2 separate regions of the Mus musculus genome follow, and region 2 is linked to region 1. The links are chromatin contacts, called in public capture Hi-C maps. All regions are on one chromosome and are shown on one strand. Each heading gives the region's core, a stretch centred on a gene start, on an enhancer-like site or on the middle of the called end of the contact. The rest is flanking DNA. Distances are from core to core; before and after follow the strand shown.

Region 1 (4,989 bases), core at 1,658-4,157:
CCTGGCGTCTTCAGAGGTCAGAAGAGGGCAGAGTTACACTGATGGTTCTGAGCCACCATGTGGACGCTGGAAACCAAACCCTGGACCTCTGAAGGACCAACAAGTTCTCTTAACTGCTGAGCCATCTCTCTGTGCCCCCCCAAAAAATCGTCCTGAAGGGGATCAGTTCAACCATGTCAAGAGAAATGGGGAGAGGTTAGAGAGCTTGGGAGAGGGGCCAGAAAACTCCCTTGCCGTTTAAAGGCTGTGTGTACTCAGTGGGTTTCCTCATGTTCTCAGAAGGAGTGACACTGATTTAATGTACAGGAAACACAGGACACCTGAGAATTCAATAACGACTTCTGTTCTTTTCTGTGTCTGTATGGGATTGGCAGCCAACAACTGTGTTCTTGAGATTGCTATGGTAGATTCCTGCAGTGGAGAATGCTTTCAACCAGCATAATAATCAGACCAAGTCGAACATCCTCAGTGTAGTTCATCGACATGAAATTGACCATGATGAGAGAAAGAGGAAAAAAAAAAACCCAAAAAAACCAACAACAAAGCCCACATCAATTCACTCAGGCCGTGGCTAACCTGGCTCCCTTGAACATAACCCAGAAATGAAACACTTGCATTTTCTTAAGTAGGTTTCCCCTTTATTGTGCTTCCTAATAACTTCTGTTTCCTTTTAAAATGTGAATAAATATCGGCTTTTTATTGCCACGGTTGATGAATAAGTTGGGGTGCAGTGCTCCCTGTTCTGAGTTTCAACCTGCTGTTGTACTTCCAAGTCTAAGGGGAAATTGACTTCAGAGAGACCGTGGGTGCAGCGCTGCTGCTCGCCTTTCATCTCCCAGTGATGGTGCAGTGGTCAATGAGGGCATTAGAATAAACATCAAGGGTATCAATAGGGTTTTTATTAACTACTAGAATTATCGAGTTTTTCATTTTCTAATGCCCTTTGTGGTTTTTCTGGAGTGAACAGAAAAGAGGTTGCTCTGGTAACCACTTTATTTATTTATTTATTTATTTATTTATTTATTTATTATGCATTAAGACGGTTTATTGAGCCAAGTATGGTGGCACATGTCTATAATCCTAGCAGGTGAGAGGTTGAGGCAGGGTGATCATGGGTTCCAGGCCAGTCTGGGCTATATAGTTGAGACTCTATGTTAAAAAGACTAATAAAAGGAAGAAAAGGCCTATTGAGCTAAGGATGTACCTTAGCTGGTAGCACACTTACCTAATATATGCACGAGGCCCTGGGCTCCATCCTTAGCACTGCTTAAACTGGGCATGATGTTCCATACCTGTTATCACAACACTTGAGAGGTAGAGGCAGGAAAGAGCAAGAGTTCGTGTCATCCTCAGCCACGTAGAGTGTTGTGGCCAGCCTGGGCTACATGCAGTCCCTGCATATTAAGGTGGAGTATAGGGCACACAGTGGTGCTTGTCTTGTGGGCATGTGTGTAAGAAGACAGACTGATTTGGGAGCCGAGGTTTTGATTTAGATCTAAGTCTGATTTCTCTGAGTTAGGTTGCGTTAATCTAGCATTTGATACATGTATAGGCTATGCAAGGATCAAATCAGGGTAGTTAACAATTATAGGTTTCTTAAACATTAATTTTTTTATTAATGTGTAGTGATTGTACAGAAGCCTGAGACAGTGTGTGTGTGTGTGCTTGGCTCAGTGCTTCAGACACATAGCCAGGCTGAAGGCTGTGGGAAGCAGCAGATGTCGGGAGGTGAAGGCCCCCCTAGCTTCGTAAGGTGTTCTCTGAGTCCCTCTGGCCTTGACTTCCCTGTAAAGTAACTGAGTGTTTTAAAATGAGAGAGGGAGAGAGATGGAGACAGAGATAGACAGAGAGACAGAGGGACAGAGAGAGACAGGGAGAGAAAGGGAGAGAGACAGAGAGAGACAGAGAGCTTGTGTGCCGATGTACCTTTGTGGAGGTCAGGGCCTGAGTCCTCACCTTCTGTCTTGTTTCTAGGCAGGACATCTTTCAGTTCACCATCATGTAACTGGGTTATCTGTCCTGTAAGCTTCTGGGATTCTCCATTCTTGGCCTTCTATCTTGTGGTAGGGACACTGGGAGTTCACATGCTCACTGCTGTGCCTGGCTTTAAGTGAGTTCTAGGGATTTGGGCTTTAGGCCCTCATGCTCCTGTGGCAAATGTTTTACCAGTGGAGCTTTCTCCTTAGTCCCCAGTCTGAGTTTTAAATCTAGGGTCAACATTCAAGTACAGAGATCTTAGGTAACAGATGGACCTTAACGTCTATTTGAAGACTTAAATTGCTTGAGCATCACAGATTATTTTTATTTGTTTCATATGCTAAGGTCATCATTGTTGTCTTTGTCGTCATCATTGTCATCATCACTATCATCATCACTATCATCTTTTCCTCTTCCTCCTATTCCTCTTCTTTTGCTGTGTTAGGTGTTATCCAACTACACCTCCAGCCCACATTCTGGGATTCTGAAAGCCTTCATAGGAAATATGTTTTCAGACCCACTAGAATCCATGACCTCCACATTACTTTCCAGGCTAAGCTTCCAGGTTACACAGCCACAGTTAACGGCGCTCTCAGGAAAGGTGTTAGAAAACTTCTTTCTTTTGTTTCCTGTTCTGGTTATTAAAAGTCAGGACAAATTTCAGCCGCATTGAGAGACCAGCTTTGAGGGTAATTTGGATCTTCAAAGAGAGCTCCTCTGGCCCCTTGAAGGAGTTGTGTTAAAGCAATTAAATGTTATTTGAAGGAAAGAAAGAATGCGGGCTGACTACTGAATAACAGGAATAGCATTAACAAAACAAAACAATCGCTGCCCTGGGATCAAAGCCAGAGAGGCTGAGAGCTTGTGCTGGGGAGAAGGGGAGCCGGGAAGAAAGGGAGGCCTTAGAGTGGCTTCCGCTCAATTAAAGACATGGATGTGCAATCTGGGGATAACATTCCAAATGCAGAACAATAACTGGGAACGGAGTCGTGAATGGTCCCAGGAGAGCTCACTGAGCAAGAAACTCTGGATTCCACATGTCTGTTCTGAAGAGGGTAGGGCGAGTCAAAGAACAAAACAAGCAAGTGCGCAGGCTTGTTTGCCATTCAGGGGAGCCACAGAAAGCTCAGCATATGGCGTGCGGAGATTCCGGAACGCACTAGAGATCTCTTTCAGAACGATTATTCTCATTCCAGAGATCTGGGAGCCAGATGATGACGCTCCTGGCCGAAGCACGATGTGTCGCTGAACAGTATTTCACGGATTTATCACCTGGTCCCCAAAGGCTTTTATTGTTTCCAAAACTCAGGTTTCTTCCACAAACAGCAATGACTCATCACTATGGAGGCGGTTTTGAAAGTCTGCTACAGATCTCAGAAAGAATGCATTCAAAGGGGAGGCTTGAGTGGCACCCAGAAAAAGGGCGTGGCGTCTCTGTGGTCCAGCAGGGGCCATGGAGAGCCATGGTTCTTGTTTATCTTTGGAGATGTGTGTACGTGTGTTTATGTGGGTGGGAGTCAGCCTCAGCTGTCATTCCCCGGGTACTAAAGTTCCGTCTTGAGTATTACTATTATATTTTATTTTAGACAGAATCTCCTACTGGCTTGGAACTCTCCATAAGCTGGCTTGCCACAGAGCCTCACCCAGAGAAATACCTCTCTGTCTCCACTTCCCCAGTTCTGGATTTATAAGAGGGCTTCATACCTGGCATTTTATGTGAGTTCAAAGGATTAACTCAGGTCTGCATGCTTGTAGAGCAAGCAGTATACCGACTAAATGGTCGTCTAATATCTCTGTGTTTATTTACTGTGTGTTCCTGTGTGTGTGTGTGTGTGTGTGTGTGTGTGTGTGTGTGTGTGTGTGTGTGTTGTCAAGACACAGGTCCCAAGGTGAGAGGACAACCTGTAAGTGCCAATTCCCCCTTTCCACCATACAAGTCCTAGGTATTAAAATTAGGCTATCAGGAGTGGCAGCAAGCTCCTTTAATGGCTGAATTCTCCCCCATGTCCATGGAGCTTTCAGGGAATGAGGAGAAGTAGGTAGCGGACATGGGTCTATGTGGGAAGTTTTGCACTGCAGCCTGCAGGGCCTTCTGATTTAGACACAAGTGTTCATAAAGTACCGTGTTCACAGAATGCAGGGAGTCCATCTGGGGAAGCAGGATGCTGATATTAAAAATCTAACTCAGGCTGAGGACTCAGGCTAGTCAGTAAGGCACCTGCTATATGAGTGTTAACACCCGAGCTTGATCCCTAGCATCTGCTTAAGAAATCCGTCATGGTGGTACGAGCATGGAATCTCAGAACTCGGGTATGTGCCGCGGGGTTGGGTGGAGACAGGATGGATGATCCTTAGGGCCAGCTGGCCAGCCAGCCTTGCAGAAGCAGGAGCTTCAGGTTTAGTGAGAGGCCCTGCGTTAAAAAGGAGGGGCAGAGCGATTGATGGAGAGACCCTTCACACATGTACATGTCATGTACACATACACACATATGCACAAATCTAACTGTAATTAGACATATACTAAGGGCACCAGGTTACAGGTTTTGGGCTGTGTTATAAGGGGAAGGAAGAGATTCTTGGGTCAAGTGCATCTGGGAAACAACTGGAATCAGATGGCTATGTCCTTTCCTCTCTCCCCTTTCTTCCCGTCTTTTCTTTTTTTGAAGCTCAAGGACAATTGTATCAAAGTTTGAGAGATAAAGGAAAGCCAGGCTGAAAGTCCTTTCCAGCTGCCAGGAGGAGGAGAGATGAATAAAAAGGCATGCCTTTTAAGTCAGGTGTTGTGGTCCAGAAGTGACGAAGCCCCAAGTGCCTGGGAAAGGATACTTAAGATTTTTCTTCCAGTATCCGAAAAGAGATAAAAGAAAGGAGAAGGAAAGAAGAAAACATGCTTAAATGTCTGGTTGCGGGTCTGAGTTCAGAGAGTATGCCATCCCAGGCTCTTGTGTTCCAGGAGAAAAGATTGCAACAGAGAGACACAGTTATTGAATGAGAAACAGTTTATTAAGTAAG
Region 2 (4,520 bases), core at 1,137-3,636, 180 kb after region 1:
AAAGCAAAATTCTTATCAAAAGAAAAATTTTCATATTTCAAAAAATATACAGCAGCCATTTTTTAAAATCATATCAAAATGTCATGATTCATGGTGACAAACATATATGGTGTTTGATGCTTAGGAGCAGGTGATTTTTGAAGGGCTCTAGCAGACCCAGGCATGGCAAACATGGCACTGGCAGGCCTTGCTATTCTCCCTTTCCTCTCCTTTGTAAACCATAGCCTAACATCCCTAAAACTAGACACTAAGGTCTATTCCCTTATTTGGACATTTTCTCATGCCAGACTCATTCCTAAGGCTGATCACCAAGGTTCAGAGTTAACAAAGTATTCATTCAAGTACAGAAATCAAAAAGCCCTGTTTTGGCTACCCTAATTAACATGCCCAATCAAAACACCACTGCATCCTAGCCCATTCTGACACACACCCACTGCATCCTAGCCCATTGTGACACATACCCACTGCAACCTAGCCCATTCTGACACACGCTCACTGCATCCTAGCCCATTCTGACACACACCCATTGCATCCTAGCCCATTCTGACACACACCTCTCCATTTTTTTTTTGTCTTAAAAATCACACCTGCAAGGTCATTTGCTGCTGCTTTCTGCCTGAGTCAGAGATCAGTCACTTTACTTCTCCCCCCCCCACACACACACTTAATAAAGGGTCTCTCTGTGGAAATGGGTGTTTGGGTGTGGTTTGTGTCTAATCCCAGGTCTGGGAAGGAACAGTCCGCTGTGTGCAGGACCTTTCAATTCTAGAATGGAGGGCAGGAGATGTGGGTCCTGTAGCAGAATTTCCCCCTAATTAATTGATTGGATAATAAAGAGGACAAGAAGCCAATCGTTGGGCAAGGAGGAGGAGGCGGGCCTTCCGGGTAGGCTTACATCTGTCTCCCAGCTTTGTCCCCCATTTGCTTGTCCTTTGACTTTGGACAACAAGGAATTGGCTCGGTATTTATAAACTAGACACATAACTGTTGGAAACAAATAAAAGGAACTTATTCTAAATATTACCATTTCATTTCCAGATTCCATTTAATTATAGAAAGAAACTAAGTTGAAGGTCCCAGGCCCTAGGAGAACTGGGCACTTCCCTATAGCTGAACAGCTTCTATTGCAAACAGTTGTCTGAGTCCAGATATCTCAGGGACACCTTGTAAGGAGACAGATGTCTGACTCCAGCCATCTCAAGGACAATTTCTCTGTCTTGCTGGCAGGGTCAACAAGTTCATGTTCCCAGGTGTAGGAATCAACACCTATCCCATTTCTCCAAATGTTTTCTTAATTTTGTGTTAACCTGTAAAGAATATAGACATTGCTGTTATCTAAACAAGGTGCATAAGTTGTAAAAATATATAACCAGTAGCCTGTTATGCCCTAATTAACTACATGCAGCTGAATCACTCGTATTGCTCTGAGCTCCAGACCTAACATCTAGGAGAATGAACCAAGGGCCTTGAAACCGGTCATCCTGGATATGGGTCACTCTCCAGTGGGTACTTCCTTGCTTAACCTGGAATGTCAAAATACAATTGGACAACATTGCAGCTCCTCCCAGACTCCCTTTGCTTTGTGTTCCCATCCTTTTAAAATGTTGTACAATCTCCCTTTGGGGATGAGGTTCTGATCCCTGAATAGGCCTTCACCTTGAGTGCTCAGAAAATAAAGTTTTCATTTTAAAGCTTCTGTATCTGAAGTGAGTTTTCTCAGCTTACACCCTGAACTCAACAATAACTAACACTAAATTAACAGTATATGCATAAATACCAGGGGAGGGACAGGGCACATAATAGCTATTTAACAAAAGGAAGCCAGTCATTTTTATACATTTCCAGTCTTCGAGAAGAAAAACATGGAGCTAAGAGCATGCAGACAGGTTGATTCTGTTACCAAGTGGTTGGGACCTTGGAGAAGCGAGAAACCTATGGGGTGTCATACTCCCAGCATTGATTTAATCAGCATACATCAACTGCCTCTTAGTACCCAAGATCTGTGGTAGGAACTGAGAATTGGAATGGGACTCACCCAGCTCTTGGTTGCCCATCAGCCAACTGAAGAAGATAGAAGTCCCACAGCCTTAGATAGGCATTAGAAGGATTGGTGATTTGTTATTGGAGAGCATGGGGGGCCCACAGGGCCAAGGTACATTAGTGTTTCCCCCAAGTCACAACACTTCAAGGTAGAAGCAGTTTGAGAGTGTTTCCATGAACTCTGGGGTGTGGTGAGGGGTGCGGTGGGCGAGGTGGGGCTCAACCCTGTCTGTGCCAGAAGAACTTTTGGGACTCTTGTAGTGAGGCAGAGAATCCCCCTGAGCATCAGGGCAGGAAATAAGGTTTCACACTGCTGCTACAAGTAAACTTCCCGTTGAAAATCCTAGACAGTTCTAATGCGTGTTTCCTTATTTGTTTTTTGCAGCAACCTCCTGGCCAAACTGACCAGCAGGGTGTCTGTGTTTCCTTTAAACTCCCAGTTTAAACCTGGCTTAAAGAAAAATCCTTCTTTTGTTAATCTCATTGTAATTGTGAAACACCGTGTTTGGGGAAGAGTTTCAAGGCAGAAATCACCTTGAGGTGTAGCTCCATTGTCTTTTAATTTAGAGCAAAAGAAATTCTTCTAGTTTCTCCTGTAGCCCGAGGGTGTTGGCATTCTCAGCAGCTTGCGCAGGAGAAAGGAGATCATGTTTTTAGAGGGGGCTTCTTTACCCATACCTTTTACTTCTGTACTGTTCATGGGAATCATCTTAAAAAAAGCAAACCATCAGTTGCCATTTCCTATTGTCTGGGGAAATTGGCACACATCTTTAGTGCTTAAAGAACGGTCTCTTTCTTGCTGCTTTGCATTGCAAATGAGCTTCAGTCCAGGGAAGGCCTAGGGGAGCCGAAAGGCACCTTTAACATTTGTTTTCCGGCTGCCAAGAGAGTTATGATGAGTTATTGAGTTCAGGGCGAGTGCTACCAAGGATGTCTGGGGATCAGAAGTACTGATTCTGGCTCCCTGGCTAATCCTGAAACCCCCTTAGAGAATACTGACCCAAAGGTACTCATGGCGCATTCTGGAAGCAAATGGGGGTAAGAAACCCTCTAGGAGGGGGGGGGAGAGAGAGAGAGAGAGAGAGAGAGAGAGAGAGAGAGAGAGAGAGAGAAGAGGGAGAAGAGGGAGGAGGGAGGGAGGGAGGGAGGGACACACAGAGACACAGAGACAGAGAGAGACACACACAGAGAGAGGCGGGTAGGAGTGTGTGATGCTGAGAGATTTAACATCCACAGTGGTAGAAACACCAAGCTCAGCGAAGCTGCTGCTAGTTAGCTCCCCCTATAAACTCGCGATGCTTCTGTTATTTTGTTGCTTTCCTGGAGTTTCTTCAGAATTCCGGAAGCCTGTTTCTTTCCACCCTTAGTCTTAAACACTTTCTTCTTCTAAAAAACGCTAGGATATCCACCCCCCCCCCCCCCGCGCCTTTTTTTAGAGGAGGTCCCTGTTAGAACCTGGACTGAGCAGGGGGCTGCAAGAAGAGCACAAATCCTATTTACTAGTCAAAATACCAGACCTGGCAGGTCCTTATGAAAATCAAGGGGACAAATTATGGGAATGAATCTTGAAATGTTGGTTCTCTATTCCTAGAGCTTCTGAAACAAAGGCCCATTTTCTCCTTTCATGTTTCCTGTACAGAGCCTCTGCTTACTCTTTTCACTATTTTGGAAAGTTTCAAACATACAAAAGTAGAGAAAATGGTCTTGTCATTCCTTAGGGCTCCCACTGTCTTTGTTCACGCCTCTGAGTCTTGCTTTCACAGGGCTTCCTTTACCATCCCTTCCCCCCATAGACTTCTAGGGATTGGCTGTCCTATTCACCTAAGACAAACTCTGAGGGCTTCCAAGCTTGGAGGCTGTGTTCCAGCTCCAGAGCTTCCTTCCAGCCCCACAGCTTCCCCCTCCCCACCTTCTGGTACAATCATTAAGAGTTTGTCCAATTCCCCACAAGACTGCCTTCACTGTTTCTCAGACCATCTCCCACCCTTCTTTCCCTGTTTTATGTTCTGTAGTCCTGGCTGGCTCCCTACTGGACTCCAAGCATCTTCAGCAAAGGGTCTGTGTGTTTTGGGTACCCGCTTCCCCCCTCCCCCGCCCCCAACTCTTGATGTGCACCTAGTAGGCATTCAGAAAGTGCTGGCAACTCTGCTAGCACATATGGTTCACATTTTCTAAAAATTCCTCTTTGCTCTGATTATCTGCCAGCCAAGTGTACTCTGGGGTAGCAAAAGGTAAATGGACTAAAAGATGTAGTTCAAGGAGTAGTCAATAGTGTGCTCATAATTATGAGCGGGAATGGAATAAGCATAAACTTTCTTGCATAACTAATCAATACCTTAATATATCTCCATTAGTGAGGGTGTGTTTTATGTTATTGATGTTAAATATCTACCTATTGTGTCAGAAAGGTTTCAGAGTAATTGTTATTGATGGCAGAAGCCTTGTCAGCTGCTAAATGTAGATTTTCTTTACATAAAAAA

The links. Capture Hi-C pulls out chosen DNA fragments and counts their contacts.
Region 2: a contact with region 1 is called in a capture Hi-C map of embryonic stem cells, with 2.4 times the contacts expected there. The contact joins two enhancer-like sites. A contact is called at or near these places in 1 of 115 datasets of contacts at active chromatin or transcription factors (embryonic stem cells) and 1 of 9 other capture datasets (embryonic stem cells).

What each region holds. Positions count from the first base shown.
Region 1 is chr1:75,702,079-75,707,067 of GRCm38.p6, forward strand. No RefSeq gene overlaps it. Among named protein-coding and RNA genes, the nearest start is that of Slc4a3, 160 kb to the left of the region's middle. Within about 2 kb of position 2,908, at least 64 of the 459 cell types and tissues checked have an H3K27ac peak or open chromatin away from gene starts, as enhancers often do. A contact at or near this core is called in embryonic stem cells, where this site is marked.
Region 2 is chr1:75,886,170-75,890,689 of GRCm38.p6, forward strand. No RefSeq gene overlaps it. Among named protein-coding and RNA genes, the nearest start is that of Gm32622, 48 kb to the right of the region's middle. RefSeq lists an enhancer at 1-318. Within about 2 kb of position 2,387, at least 11 of the 459 cell types and tissues checked have an H3K27ac peak or open chromatin away from gene starts, as enhancers often do. A contact at or near this core is called in embryonic stem cells, where this site is marked.